2 separate regions of the Ovis aries genome follow, and region 1 is linked to region 2. Evidence: chromatin contacts called from public Hi-C data. All regions are on one chromosome and are shown on one strand. The core of a region is the stretch at or near the end of the contact, and the rest is flanking DNA. Distances in the headings are between cores, read along the strand shown. Region 1 overlaps PTPA (protein phosphatase 2 phosphatase activator). Region 2 overlaps LOC121818990 (a long non-coding RNA gene).

The links. A called contact is a pair of places that touch in the nucleus more often than the background predicts.
Region 1: a Hi-C map of hypothalamus shows a contact between it and region 2, with 2.4 times the contacts expected there. The contact joins two enhancer-like sites. A contact is called at or near these places in 3 of 16 Hi-C or Micro-C datasets (hypothalamus, omental adipose tissue and tail adipose tissue).

The regions. Positions count from the first base shown.
Region 1 is chr3:7,317,125-7,324,583 of ARS-UI_Ramb_v3.0, forward strand. PTPA (protein phosphatase 2 phosphatase activator) reads right to left here. Exons shown (of 10, transcript XM_027966316.3): 9 at 3,092-3,199. Among named protein-coding and RNA genes, the nearest start is that of PTPA, 28 kb to the right of the region's middle. Within about 2 kb of position 5,442, at least 52 of the 54 cell types and tissues checked have an H3K27ac peak or open chromatin away from gene starts, as enhancers often do. A contact at or near this core is called in hypothalamus and tail adipose tissue, where this site is marked.
Region 2 is chr3:7,007,084-7,013,906 of ARS-UI_Ramb_v3.0, forward strand. LOC121818990 (a long non-coding RNA gene) reads right to left here. Exons shown (of 3, transcript XR_009599737.1): 3 at 5,266-6,823. Among named protein-coding and RNA genes, the nearest start is that of C3H9orf50, 110 kb to the left of the region's middle. Within about 2 kb of position 3,553, at least 45 of the 54 cell types and tissues checked have an H3K27ac peak or open chromatin away from gene starts, as enhancers often do. A contact at or near this core is called in hypothalamus and tail adipose tissue, where this site is marked.

The DNA of each region.
Region 1 (7,459 bases), core at 4,192-6,691, 310 kb after region 2:
TGCACAGGCAGCAGCCCCGCGCATGCGAGGGAGGGGGGCCTCCTCTCAGACCTCTGGCTGCACAGGCAGGCAGGATGTGCACCTCCTGGCTGGGCTGGAATAGGATTTTGGCCACAGAGAGGGCGAGGGTCCCATCCTGTTACTGTCTCCTCCTTCTGCTACCTCAGAGGAACAAAGGCCAGCGCTGGCCCAGGGTCCCTGACCTCAAGAGCCAGCAGCAGAGATGAAGGGGCCTTTGCCAGCTGTGTGTGTGTGTGTGTGTGTGTTTGTGTCAGGGTGGGGTGTGTGTGTGTTTGTGTCTCAGAGTGGGGGATGGTCCACAAGGCCTGAAGAGGGCCCGGAGGTGAGCAGGAAGGGAAATCTATGATGGAAGGATGGGGAGCTAAGCTGTGTGAGGGAGCAGACCTCCAGGCCACAGTCAGACTCCTGGGCCTGGGGCAGACAAAGTCGGGGGCAGGCAGCTGGGGGTGGCCCCTGGCGGGGAGGAGCAGCAGATCCAGGCCAGAGGCAAAGGCAGCTGCCATTGTGCTTAGGTCATGGAGGAAGTGGTAGGAGTTTGTCAAAGGGGGGCCCCCAGGGCCCTGGAATTCCAGAAAGGGTCAAAGGTCGACCTGCTTCTAACTTTCAGGCCTGAGAAGTTACAAAGGCAAGAGGCTTAGGGGCCTGGAGCAGGGGTTCTGTTCACTCCACCCTCAGGGATCCCCCAAACAAGCTTCCCCAGGGTCAGAGGAGGCGAGGAACTGGGCTAAAGGCAAAGGGCTTGCCTGGGGCAAAGGAAGTGGAACACCAGGGTCACAGCAGAGGCGCCTCAGGCCGGGCCTCTTCTCCAGAGCAGTGACCTGTGCCAGCAATACCTGTGCCGGCAATACCTATGCTCTGGACAGAGCAACTGCTTCAGCCAGGCTGAGTCCAGACCTTTCAGTGGGCGGTCCTCCCAGCTCCCAGTGAGTCAGGGAGAGAAGGGGCTCCTCGGTCCTGACAGACCCTTCTGAAGGGAACACCCGCATGGGGCCAGCCTTCAGGAGACAGGCCCACCCCCCCAAAACAAGGGCCCCAGAAGCATCTGGTTCTTCCACTCAGAAAGGCCGAGACAGGCAGCTTGAAGATGCAGACAGTTGGGCCCAAACACCAGGCCTGGACAGGCCTTTGTGGCAGCTCAGGGCAGCTCCCCTCCCACAGCCAACTCTGTCTGGGGCTCTGCCCTCTGCTAACCCCCATCTGCACTTCAGAACTGGCAGGCCTCGGAGGTCCCCAAGGACCCAAGGTCCCCAAGGACCGGAACCTGTCTGGAAGAGCGAGTCCATTCCTCGCTTTCCTCTGCTCAGGGAGCGTGCAACTCCACAAGCCCCGGGATCACAGACTAAGGGTGACCTGCTGGCAGCTTATAAATGGCTGCTGCAGGTTACAGGGACTCAGTGGCCCTATTAAGAGCTGGTTCAACCAAGGCGCGGCCACCACACAGTGGCTGGCAGGCTGCGCGCACCCAGAGCCACAGTCTCTGGGCTTCAGGAAGGGCGCTGGGTTATCTGCTCAGCGCTCCCTCTGTCTGGTCCTGAGCTACGGGTAGTTTTCAGTCGCTGACCTCCTGTGTTTAACAGCCAGAGACACACGGACAGCTGTTCCACCTTCGACCACTTTGTGCGGCACCATCAGGGCTGCAGTCTTACCCTCTCCTCCCTCGTCCTGTCGGCCAGGGTTCTTTTGCCTCTGGACACAGGTAGAGACCGGAAGCAGGGCCTTCTGTTCCACCCTTAGGGGCCCAGGTCAAGATAAGTTTAGTCACTCAAGTAAGAGCCTGCAGGAAGGACAGCATCCCAGGCAGGGAAGGCACCAAAGTCCAGCCTATGCGGGGGTGGGGGTTGGGGGGGCCTGGAGGGAGCGGCAGCGGGGAGACCCCTTCAGCACCCACTGTGGGACTGGGGTGGGGAGGGGTCGATAACAACAGAACACACAGAGGGCAGTGCCCTGGGGACTCTCCAGCAGGAGGGCCAGCATGGAGGGCTGAGGGCCGGATGGAGCCTGCCCAGCCCCAGCAAAGGCTCCTCTCAGATTAGAGAGGTATGTGGGCTGGAACCTAAACACAGGATGTGAAGTCCAGAGGAAGGGGACCGGAGGGGGAGGGGGCGGAAGGGAGGGAGAGGGCCAGGCCTGGTCAGTCCCAGTGCCTTTAACCCCTTCAGGGCAGCATAGAGGGATCCAGGCCACTGGAAGCGCTGGTACTCCCAGCCACTGACCCTCCTGCTCCTCTGCCTCTGCTAATGGCCCTGAGTGAGCTCTGGCTGTAAGGAGGCCACCTAGACAACCTTCCCCTTCCCTGGAGAGGGATGACCAAGGGTCAAGAAAGAAGCACCTGCAGAACAACACCTGAGACCACCAGCCGAAGGGTGAAAAGAGGGGAGTTTGGGACCCACTGCTCTGGGTGAGGGACTTCATGGCAGGCCCTCCCGGGTCAAGGTCAAGCAGTTCTAGGATTGGTCTGCCTAAGATGTGGAAGAAGCTAGAGGAAAGGACAGAGTGGGAAGAAATGTCTCCTCCCTACTTGCCAGAGAAAAAGTCACGTCCTTGGATGGGAGAAGGGCACCAAGGAGGACGAGCAGAGGGGGCAGGAGAGAGGGCAGCCGCCTCCCGGCAGGGGGAGCTCCAGAGGCCCATACTTCTCCCTGCTGCTCTGACTGGAGAGCAGGGAGGACCCCAGGAGCGATTATTAAAAATGCAGCCCCGGGCCTCCCCCCAACACCTCCTACCTGCCCAGCCATCAGACACACCAAAGTGGGAGAAACAGCACTTTGGATGACGTCTCCAAAGGATAGAGCCTTTTCCCAAGCCTGTTTCCTTTTTTGCGTCCCCACAGGACACAGAGCTGAGAAGCGCCTCCAGGCATTTGACAAGTAGGAACAGAGACCCGGGGGCAGCAGGATCTGGCCTCCGTCACAGGGCTTTTCCGGCTGCCCATCCATGAACAGAGATTCACAGGCCTCAGGTGTGAGAGGGGGCTGGCCCACAACTCAGAGCTGGACCAAGAGCAGAACAGTGGCGGGGGGCGGGGGGAGAGGGCGCCCAGAACCGAGAGCGCCAGCCAGTCCCCACTCACCTCAGCCTTATACATGCGGATGAGACCCTGGTTCACTTTGGACCAGGAGGGGACCGCGCTGATGTTCCACAGCTGGTTGGAGTGCTCTGCAAAGGGGCCTGTCTTCATCTGGAAAAGAAGAGTTCACAAGCTGGAGAGGTGGGCCCTGGAGCCTACCCCCTGCTCCCCTGCAGCAAGGCTGCTCCAGCACACACATGTGTACACCCACGCAACATGGAAGCACAAACACACACATGCACACAAACACACATGGCCATGTATACAGACACACGCGCACACACTCTCACGAAGACCAGGTGGCAGCATGCACCTATGGGGTGGCAGTCGTGCAGGCAGGCGCACGAGTGCATGTGCCCATGCGCACGCATACACACACGTGCCAGAGACAGGGTCCCTCTAGGCCTGCCACAGGCAGAGCTGGAAGAGCCTAGGGAAGGGTTGGTTTGGGAGAGGGCCTGGACCAAGCCCAAGCACCCGACTGCCTTCTTCATGGGAGGCGGAGGTAGGAAGGAAAAGAGGGGAAAAACACGGTCACCTGCAGCAGATGCGGGAGGAAGGTCTTTAGAAGGCCAGTCTCACCTGGCAGCCGAATGGAGAAGGGACGGCAACCCCAGCAGCAAGGGACAGGCAGGAGCAAGGACCGTACGGTCCCAGTCCCTCCTCTTGGAAGAAATCCTGCAGCAGGCCCAATGGAGCCCCCATGATCTCAGAAACCAGCGCTGAGATGAGGAAGCGCATGCGTCTGAGTGCACCCCTCAGACAGCACAAGGCCAGCACGTCCATATTTATTAACAGGTAGTTCACGATCCCCTCCACACTGCCCCCTCCCCGGCTGATGCTGGGGTACGGGGCTCAGCACCCTGAGCGCAGGCTTCAAAAGAAAGAGTCTGAAAAGCAGAGGCTGAGCTGGCGAGAAAGCTGACTTGGACCTCGAGTAGGTGGAAGGTTCCAGAAGAGGCTGTGTGTGGAGGCAGGGCTGGTAGAGAGCTGTTCCAGGGGGAAGGGACGGGGTCCCTCAGCCCCCTCTCCGTACTGGGGCATGAGTGCGGGCCCCATGAGCACAAAGCCCTCACCCATGGCTGTGGACTCACTCTCTCACTCCCCCAGGGAGGGCAACTCTTACAAAACTGCAAGATCAAAGCTGAAAACGCTGCCATTTTACCCCTGTCATCTCCCTCCCCTGGCCCAAGTCCCCCCAAAAAACCTGTCTCAACCCCCCGGTTCAGTAGCATGGACAATGGGCTCCTTCCCTGAGCAGTGAGGCCACGGCCCAAGGTCCCCACTGGGCTTCTCCTGGGCTGGTCCCTTCACCCAGACTTCCCCCTCCTCTCTCTAAGATTCCTTCCTGCAGGAAGGCAGCCAGGAGCCCCCAGCCTGCAGGTGCTGGCCCTCGCCCTCAGCCCTCAGAGCTTGTTCCGGAGCCCCACTCCATCAGACTCCACCCCCATCCTCCCCTCGCCCCGCCCCTTCCCCAGGCGCCCTGCCCCACAGGAGGAGTGCCAGGCTCCAGCCCTCTCTTGCATACTTCCAGGCCCTGAGAAGCTCAGGGATCACTGGAGCTATAGAACCAGTCTCACTCTGGACTGAGCCCTGTGAGAAACCACCCAGGAGGCACCCTGCTGGCCTGTCACAGCTGCAGCTCCACGAGTCTGCTCAGCAACGGCTCTTAGGCCAAGGCTAGCAAGGGGGCGTCGGCCAGCCTTCCCCACTAGGGGCACAGGATGGCAAGCCGAAAGGCCTCTCTGGCACCCTGGCAGAGCCAGGGGGAGGCCTGAGCCCCGAGGCCCCAGAGGCCCTGGCCCCCTCCCTGGAAAGGCCAAAGATGCTTTCTCTAGAGGGGCTGGCCCACCCCCACCCTTCAGTCCTTTGGAAGGAGCCTCTGTAACTCTGGAAAGGAAAACAGATGAGGAGAAAAAGGAAAGGGGTCGAGAAGACAAAAAAAAAAAAAAAATTAGCTCATTCTAGCCACAAAGGGAGAAGAGAAAGCTAGAAGGAGCAAGCGAGCTGCAGTCCCGCAGTGACCCCAGGGGAATTGTGAGTCAGAGCAGCCATATTGAGCAGGAAATTACTCACAGACGCTGCGTTCCTGCCTCTTCACTCCCAAGAGAATCGGCCTTTTGTAAATGGTTCCTCTGTCAGTAACTGAGGGGGGATGGGGTGGGGGGGAGGCTCTGCACAGCGCTTTCCTGTCAGCTCCTTCCCTTCCAGCTGAAATCTGATCCCTCCCTTCCCAAAACTCCAAATTTAGAAGCCAGATTGAAACTGAAATTCTTTTCCTGCCTGCCCTGGGCTCTTAAAGGCGCCAGGGCTGCATTTCCTGAGGTGGAGAAGCCTGCCCCACGACGGCCTTGTGCGGGAGGCCCAGGGCCACCAGGGCAGGTCCCAGGCTGGCCCAGTCTCCTTTCCGACTCGTCTGTTCAGTCTCCCAGCTGCGCCAGCCCTAGCGAATCCCTGGTTTTGCAGCGGCAACACTGCCCCCGCCCCCGGCCACAGCACGCAGGCCACGGCACACAGAGCTCCTTGCAACCGTCAGTCAGGGCCTCCCTCACCACCACCGAGGGGCTGCGAAAGCCCTGTCTGGGTGCTGAGCCCAGACTCTGGAGAACTAGCTCAATGTGTGCCTTCAACAGGAACCGCACCAGCCGGCTCAGGGCTGGCCAAATAGGTGAGTCCCTGCCAGCACTCTGAGCTCTGCGGCATGCCCCTACTAGCGTCCAGCGCCGCCCACCACGCCCAAGCACCAGATCCAGGGGGAGAACCAGGCCTTGAACAGAGCGTGCGGAACAACCTAGAACTCGAGGGCGTGCAGCCTCCTCCCGGTTCACGCCTCTACCTCAACTGTTATCAAAACCTCCACTAAGTTCAGTGTCTCTTTAGCACCACCTAGCGGAGATGGAGAAGCTCTATACAGTCAACAAAAACAAGACCAGGAGCTGACTGTGGCTCAGATCATGAACTCCTTATTACCAAATCCAGACTCAAATTGAAGAAAGTAGGGAAAACCACTAGATCATTCAGGTATGACCTAAATCAGATCCCTTATGAATATACAGTGGAAGTGAGAAACAGATTTAAGGGACTAAATCTGATAGAGTGCCTGATGAACTATGGATGGAGGTTCGTGTCGTTGTACATGAGACAGGGATGAAGACCATCCCCATGGAAAAGAAATGCAAAAAAGCAAAATGGCTGCCTGAGGAGGCCTTACAAATAGCTTTGAAAAGAAGAGAAGCAAAAAGCAAAGGAGAAAAGTAAAGATATAAGCATCTGAATGCAGAGTTCCAAAGAATAGCAAGAAGAGATAAGAAAGCCTTCCTCAACAATCAATGCAAAGAAATAGAGGAAAACAACAGAATGGGAAAGACTAGAGATCTCTTCAAGAAAATTAGAGATACCAAGGGAACATTTCATGCAAAGATGGGCTCGATAAAGGACAGAAATGGTATGGACCTAACGTAAGCAGAAGACATTAAGAAGAGGTGGCAGGAATACACAGAAGAACTGTACAAAAAAGATCGTCACAACCAAGATAATCACGATGGTGTGATCACTCACCTAGAGCCAGACATCCTGGAATGTGAAGTCAAGTGGGCCTTAGAAAGCATCACTATGAACAAAGCTAGTGGAGGTGATGGAATTCCAGTTGAGCTCTTTCAAATCCTGAAAGATGATGCTGTGAAAGTGCTGCACTCAATATGCCAGCAAATTTGGAAAACTCAGCAGTGGCCACAGGACTGGAAAAGGTCAGTTTTCATTCCAATCCCAAAGAAAGGCAATGCCAAAGAATGCTCAAACTACCGCACAATTGCACTCATCTCACATGCTAGTAAAGTAATGCTCAAAATTCTCCAAGCCAGGCTTCAGCAATACGTGAACCGTGAACTTCCTGATGTTCAAGCTCGTTTTAGAAAAGGCAGAGGAACCAGAGATCAAATTGCCAACATCTGCTGGATCACTGAAAAAGCAAGAGAGTTCCAGAAAAACATCTCTTTCTGCTTTATTGACTATGCCAAAGCCTTTGACTGTGTGGATCACAATAAACTGTGGAAAATTCTGAAAGAGATGGGAATACCAGACCACCTGACCCGCCTCTTGAGAAACCTATATGCAGGTCAGGAAGAAACAGTTAGAACTGGACATGGAGCAACAGACTGGTTCCAAATAGAAAAAGGAGTACGTCAAGGCTGTATATTGTCACCCTGCTTCTTTAACTTATATGCAGAGTACATCATGAGAAACGCTGGGCTGGAAAAAGCACAAGCTGAAATCAAGATTGCTGGGAGAAATATCAATAACCTCAGATATGCAGATGACACCACCCTTATGGCAGAAAGTGAAGAGGAAGTAAAAAGCCTCTTGGTGAAAGTG
Region 2 (6,823 bases), core at 2,303-4,802:
CAGGGCCCATGGCTCACCCAACCCACTTGACCCCGTGGTTCTAGAACTCATCTAAATTTGAAACATTCCACCTCAGACAGATAGGAGCCCAGAGTACCCAGACGGATACCAATCATCTCGCCATCACAGCCAGCTGGTGCTGGGGCTCCTCTCAAAGGGACCGCTCATACCCTCCCAAAGCTGAGCTGCTAGGGACTGGGGTTCAGGCAGAAGTGGGAGGCCAGTGGTTCAGGGGGCCTGAGCAGTCACGTCCAGGGGCCACTTGGAATAGAGCCCAGCTAGAGTCTCCGTGCGAGAGAGGACACTTCACCATATCTCAGGGTTTTGTCACAAGAGTTCTGAGGGATATGCACCCATTTTTCCAGAGGAGGACACAACATGAAGAGTCGGAGAGGGACGGGACTTGCCCAAAGTCACACAGCCAGGAGGAAGAGTCTGGAGTTTGCTCTTAATCACTCTGCCTCAGGCGAAGGTGTTCAAAACGTGTTCCTAGACAGAATGAAGGTTGTCTAGTCAAAGCTGTGGTTTTTCCAGTGGTCATGTATGAATGTGAGAGTTGGACTATAAAGAAAGCTGAGCACCCAAGAACTGATGCATCTGAACTGTGGTGTTGGAGAAGGCTCTTGAGAGTCCCTTGGACTGCAAGGAGATCCAACCAGTCCATCCTAAAGGAAATTAGTCCTGAATATTCATTGGAAGGACTGACGTTGAAGCTGAAACTCCAATACTTTGGCCACCTGATGTGAAGAACTGACTCACTGGCAAAGACCCTGATGCTGGGAAAGATCGAAGACTGGAGGAGAAGGGGATGACAGAGGATGAGATGGTTGGATGGCATCACTGACTCAATGGACACAAGTTTGAGTAAGCTCCGGGAGTTGGTGATGGACAGGGAGGCCTGGCATGCTGCGGACCATGGGGTCACAAAGAGTCGGACATGACTGAGCGACTGAACTAACTAACTGGACAGAATGAGTGAAGGTTCTGGAAGAAACTCTGGGGCACAAACATAGGTCCCTATAAGGGAGTGTTTATAGGCGTGTGAGTGTCCTGTCTTTACCATCCCAGCCTCCATCCTTTCCTGCTTTTCTTGTGCTGCCTTATTTGTTCACTCCTTAGACTCTAAGCTCCACCAGGGCAGCAGTGGATTCTTTCTTCACCATGTGCCCAGCATGTAATTCCATGCCAGGGACACAGAGGTGTCAGCAACTCCCCTATGAAGGAAAACTCAGAGAGCAGCAGGCGACCGATCCACGCCCCTTTCCATGTGGCCTGGCCAGTCCCCTCCTGGCCCTGGCCTCTGTTTCTCCCTCTCTGAATAAGGGGTGTTGTGTGCCACGCCGAGTCTGAGCTCAGGTGAGCTGCCGGGCTCCTGCTGGGCCAGGGAAGGGGCCCTAACACCCAAGGGGCAGTGACCGAGAGGGTGGACACTGAGGTTCATCTTTCCCATCTCCCATAAACGCATCTACCTTGATGAAAGCAGGTCCCTCAGGGCTTTCTCCATACCTGCCTGTTTCCCCTCATTCACCTGATTCTGGTCACTCGCCAAAATCAGTCCTTCTCTAGAAGTTTCTCTCATCAGGGTCAGGCAACCACGGTGGCACTCTGCTGGATGGCAGGAGGGGATCTGAGGCTCCAGCCCAGTTTCCCTGTCCCCCGTTCCATCTCCCTCCCCTGCTCCGTGGAGGTCACAAGTCTTCCTCCTTGCAAGGCAGCCCCCCCAGACAGACAATGCCTGCTGCTTGTCAAGAACCCCAAGACAACCCCACTCCAGGGCTTAGTGCAAAGTGCCCCAGGGTCTCAGTTTGCAGGAAGGGCATGACCAGGACACTCAGTTGGGGAGTGGGCTCACCTCAAGGATGAGTTGCACCGACCAAAGCTCAGTTCATTCACAAACTCAGCCCAGCAGGAACCTGGCAGCCCTGAAATGACATCCACTGGGACACATCTGAGTTTCTGCAAGACACTTTCAGTGTCATTTTACAGATGAGAAAGTTGAAACTCCCAAAAGAAGTGACCTCAAGGTTCTGGTGCTGTTCAAGCCACCAAATACTCCTGAGGCCCTGGAGGGTTGATGGGGGGTGGGAGGGGTTGGGACAGCCACACCTGGGAGTGTGACTGTTCAAAACCCAGGTGCCTGTGACCTGCAGGTGAGAAGGCAAGGCCTGGAGTGGCTCTAGTGGGAGTGTGGACAGCTCCTGGCACAAATAGGGGCGGGTATTCATTTGCAAGGACCTCGATGGAGTGGGACTGGGACAGTGTTGGACATGGGGGGAACTTCCCTCATGGTCCAGTGCTTAAGATTCCACATTTCCAACGCAGAGGCATAAGTTCGATCCCTGGTTAGGGAACTAAGATCTCACATGCTCCATGGCTTGGCCGAAAAACAAATGTTGCCCAAGGGAAGGGATCAAGGGTTGAGCAAGAATTGGTCCAAGGCCTGGACTGTGCTGGAATGGAGGAGAAGGGGATGGGTCCCTGTCCTCACTGGAGTGGGGGAGGGTAAATACCATGGGGAGGAGGCAAGATTAGAGGCTGTAGGAGCCCTTGGGAGGGGCACCACTGTGTAAGGTGTGTGTGAACATGTGTGCGTTTGTTGTATGGTCAAGGCATGTAAGGTGTGCACACTGAATGGTCCAGGTGATGTGTGCGGGTGTGTGTCTGCGGTCTATGGCATGTAGAGTGTGTAAATGTACAAGAGTGTGTGTGTATGTGTGAGCCTTTGTGTCTGTGATCTGTGTAATGGAGTGTGCTTGCGCCTGTGTGCAGTCTGGTCTGTGTAATGTGTGTGTGTGTGTGTGTGTGTGTGTGTATGTGTGTGTGTTATGGGGCGGTGGTAACTAGGACAACTCCCCAGGGGAAGAGCTAAGGAGAGATGGTGGAGAAGATGTTAACCAGAAACGGGGGAGAGGAGAGAGGGGGTGTTCCTGGCAGAGGAAGGGAAGAGCACGTACAAAGGCCTCTAGGCAAGAAGAGGCGCCCCCAGCTCTGGAGCACTTGAAAGAGTCTTAGTGAAGCTGGGTGGGGGGCGGGAAGGGAGAGGCAAGGATGCGGGGTGAATCTTTCTCTGATGCTTGAGGGGGTGTGTGTGGGCAGGAGTAGGGTGTGGGTCAGGAGGGCTCAGCCACATGGACACACACAGGCCCACAGGAGGGGCAGGCCTGGACCCAGGGGAGACACTGGGTGGCACTGGGGGTGCATGTGGGGAACAGCCTGAGCTACAACCACTCATCTGAGAAGCTGTGTGGTCTGGAATCCCAGACCTAATCCCTGCTCAGCCCCAGAGAGAAGCAGCCAGAAGGGTCTTTGTTTCCATCTATCCACTGGGCCCTGAGGTTACAGGCCAAAGACCCAAGCAAGAGCCTAAGAGTGGCCATGTTTTTGGCACAGTCTCCGTACGTCTCTGACGCAGTGGGCATTTGCTGACAAGCCTTCCCAGCACCCAGGAGGCCGAGGAGGCGGAAGGTGGCAGCTCTGGCACAGGGCTCAGCTGTCAGTACCTGACTTGAGGGCGCAGAGCAAGGCGTGGGGGACAAGGGGCCGAGAGCCAGCGATTTGAACCGAGGTCATCAGACTCCAAAACGGCCCACTCACTGGATATGGTGCTAACAGCTGCCCAATAGCCTTCACACTGCATAGTCTTTTCTTATTGGAGCCTTTTATTATTTCTGACTTGATTTTCAGCCCTGCTTTTAGAGATGAGAAAACTGGTCTGGACTCACCCCCCCCCCCCCACCCTCTACCGTGGGCCTGCTCCAGAACACGCCCCTCCACCCACCTTGTTGGGTCTGCCCCGCTCAGCAGATGCCCCAATGGGTCCTCAGCCCTAGGTCGTTAAGAGCGTGTGGCAAGACAGAAGGGACTTGGGCCCAGAAACCCAGCTCTCCTGCCCATGTGCTGTGTGACTTTGGACGAGTCCCTTCCCATCTCTGGGCCTGGGGTCACCCAGCAGCACAACTCACTTACTGAGTCTGGGAAGATTCGTGGAGCACCTGCTAAGTGGCAGGTGAGGACACGGGACGTTCAGAAAGCCTAAAGGACTTGCCCAAGGTCAAGGCGATTTGAGACTGGAACCCCAGAGTGTGCCCTACCGGCGCCCCAGCCGACTCCACAGCCCCCAGGAGCGCCGCCGCCACCCCTGCGGCCCGCAGCGTGGGGTACAGGGGCCCCACGCGGTTCCGGACCGTGTCAGCCTGAAGTCAGGCCGGGGCCCCGCGGGGCTCAGCTCTGCACAAACAGACGGCGCGGGCCGGGCCGGAGGCGGCGATGACTCAGGGCCCCGAGACGGCCGGGAAGCGGAAAGTTTTGTGCCGATGACATCACCGGGCCGCGAGGGCGGGAGGGGGCCGGCTCCGGGAAACGGGGGCCTGGCGGGCGGCCCGGCCTGGGGCAGGGCGCGGGTGGGAACGCGCGGCCGCCACGCTCGGCCGGGCCGAAACAGATCCCAGACCCCGGCCCCGGCCCCCTTCTCCCCCCACCCTCCCTCCCGGCCCCAGAGCCTGAGCGCCCGCGAGGAGCGGGTTCCACCCCGCCTGCGAAGACGCCGCGCTCCCCAGCGCTCCGGAGGCACCGCATCCATCCTGCCGCGTCCCTGCATTTTAATTACCGCCATATTAATATTCATGAGCCGGGACTCAGGGGGACCGCGGGCTGTCATTTCCCTCGCCCGCGCACCCCCCGCACCCCTCTTCCCCGGTGGAGTCGCGGGTTTTCTCCCTCCCGCTCCCAGCCCCGCCCGCGCCAACTGTCGGTGCCCAGCCTATGTGGGGTGTGTGTGAGGGAGCGTGAGTGAGTGTGAGCTGGTGTGAGTGCCCTGGGCAAGGGTGAGGGTCGGGAGGGAAGGGCCGGGACACACGGCGGGGGGGGGCGGGGGGGGCTGAGTGTGAGGGTGGGTTGCGCTTGCAGGGTGTGAGAGTGTGTCTGCTTGTGTGAACGTGTGTACCTGTGGGAGCAGGGGCCTGTGTGCACATGCCTAACCCTGTGTGTGTGCCTTTGCGTGTGCACGCGTGTGCCCAGGCAGGTCCATGCATCCCCGGGCAGTCCCAGGGGCTGTTTGCCAGTCAGAGGGGGAAGGCAGCTGTGCGCGAGGTCTGACCTCGGGCAGGGAGAGGGGGTCACAGGATCTGACTGTATAAGTGGGGAAACAGGCCTGGAGAGAGGCTGGGGCTGGTGCAAAGTCACCCCTGGAAGTGGGTGGCCTGGCAAACCAGTGCCTCGGGGGCTCCATCAGGCCCCTTAGCACACCAGAACAGGCGTTGGTCTAGCTAGGGACACATTTGAGTCCACAGACCCAGCTTTAATGACCACCGTGGAATTGTGTGTGGGGGTCCCCGCTGGGGATTCTGGGGGTACCTGAAAGTTCCTCAGTGCTGTGAATACCCAGGGATCAGAGAGTGCTTCACCAGAGACAGAGCGGCTTCACCATGGTGCTCCTGGTCCCCATCCCTTGCCTCCTGGTCCTTTGAAGCCTGCCTGCACACCCGCCTCTCCCAGGCTCACAGAACCCAAGCAGTCTTGCCTCACAGTGGAGCAGGCAGACAAACGTCAGGTCCTCCTCCTTGGGCCTGGGATCAGGAAGTCACTCAGTCATCCATCCAACCAATGTGCAGGAGCCCACTGTGTGCCAGTTACTGTTCTCAGCACTGGGGATTCTGAGTTTAGGAAGAACCCACACCACTCTGCTCCCAATGCTGCTTGTCTCCACCCCAGGGTGGGGGTCTCTGGGCTCTCAGGGGAGGCTTTTGTCTCTCTGTGCACATGCTCACTGGGCGTAGGCGTCTAGGGCTCCTGTGCACAGAACATAATCCTCCACCCCCAGCCTTGCCACAGAGGCCCAGTTGCACACACACTGGGAAGGCCTGGCTATCGTCTTGGGCTAGTGGAGAGCCAGCCAGACACTGCTAGACAGTCTGGATCTTTGCTTCCCTCTCCTTCTGGAACTTGTCTTTCTCCTGGCCTCTAAGCCAACTAGTCACAGGGGTGGCCCATCCATCTTTTCCTGGGTGAGCCAAGGACTTCCTCCTTCTCACGTCCACTCTGCCCCAGTCCTGCCCTTCTGAGCACCCAGAACAAGCTGACTGTACCCTCCCTTCTGCCCAGGCAGGGCTGGGTTGGAACTCATGTCCCAGCCACGTCCCCTGAGCTTTCCCTCCCCACTCTTGGGGAGCTCTGTGGGAACACAGATCAGGGGACAGGAGGTACAGTTTGGGACTCTCTGGGAAGGAAGTCAGGGTTTTGCTGGGCTCCACCAGTCAAGTAGGAGTTCGCCTGGTAAATGGCGGGGAGAAGGAGGAGGAAAGGCATCCCAGGCAGAGAATGGCTTGGGGGGGGTGACTGTAGCCCCTCTTCTAGAAACCAGAGCGGGCCAAAGGCAAGAGATCTGAGGAGACAGGAGGGGTGGACTTTCTCCTGAAGAGCCCAAGGCAGGACAGCCTAGTGGTCAGGACTCTCGGGTGAGCCCATCCTGGGTGAGAATCCCACTCCACCTGCACTGTGAAGCTTGGGCAAGACACTGAGCCCCTTTTCCGCATCTGTCCATTGGGAAGAGCAATACTTTTTTCTCCTTTTTCTGCTGGATTCTATTCAGATTAAGAGACACTTGTCCCTAAAACACCCAGCACAGTGCCCGGTGCTCCTACAGGGGACAGTCTGTCCTCAAGGACAGAAGGAGGCCCCTGGGATAACTGTCCCCATTTAGCCCAGAAGGGGATTTAAGGCTCAGCCTGTGTCCCACAAGGGGGAGGAGTTTGGTAAGGACAGTCTTCTGGGGCAAGCAGGGACAGGCTGAAGCTGTCAATCAGGGGAGGCTCAGGCTCCAGGTCAG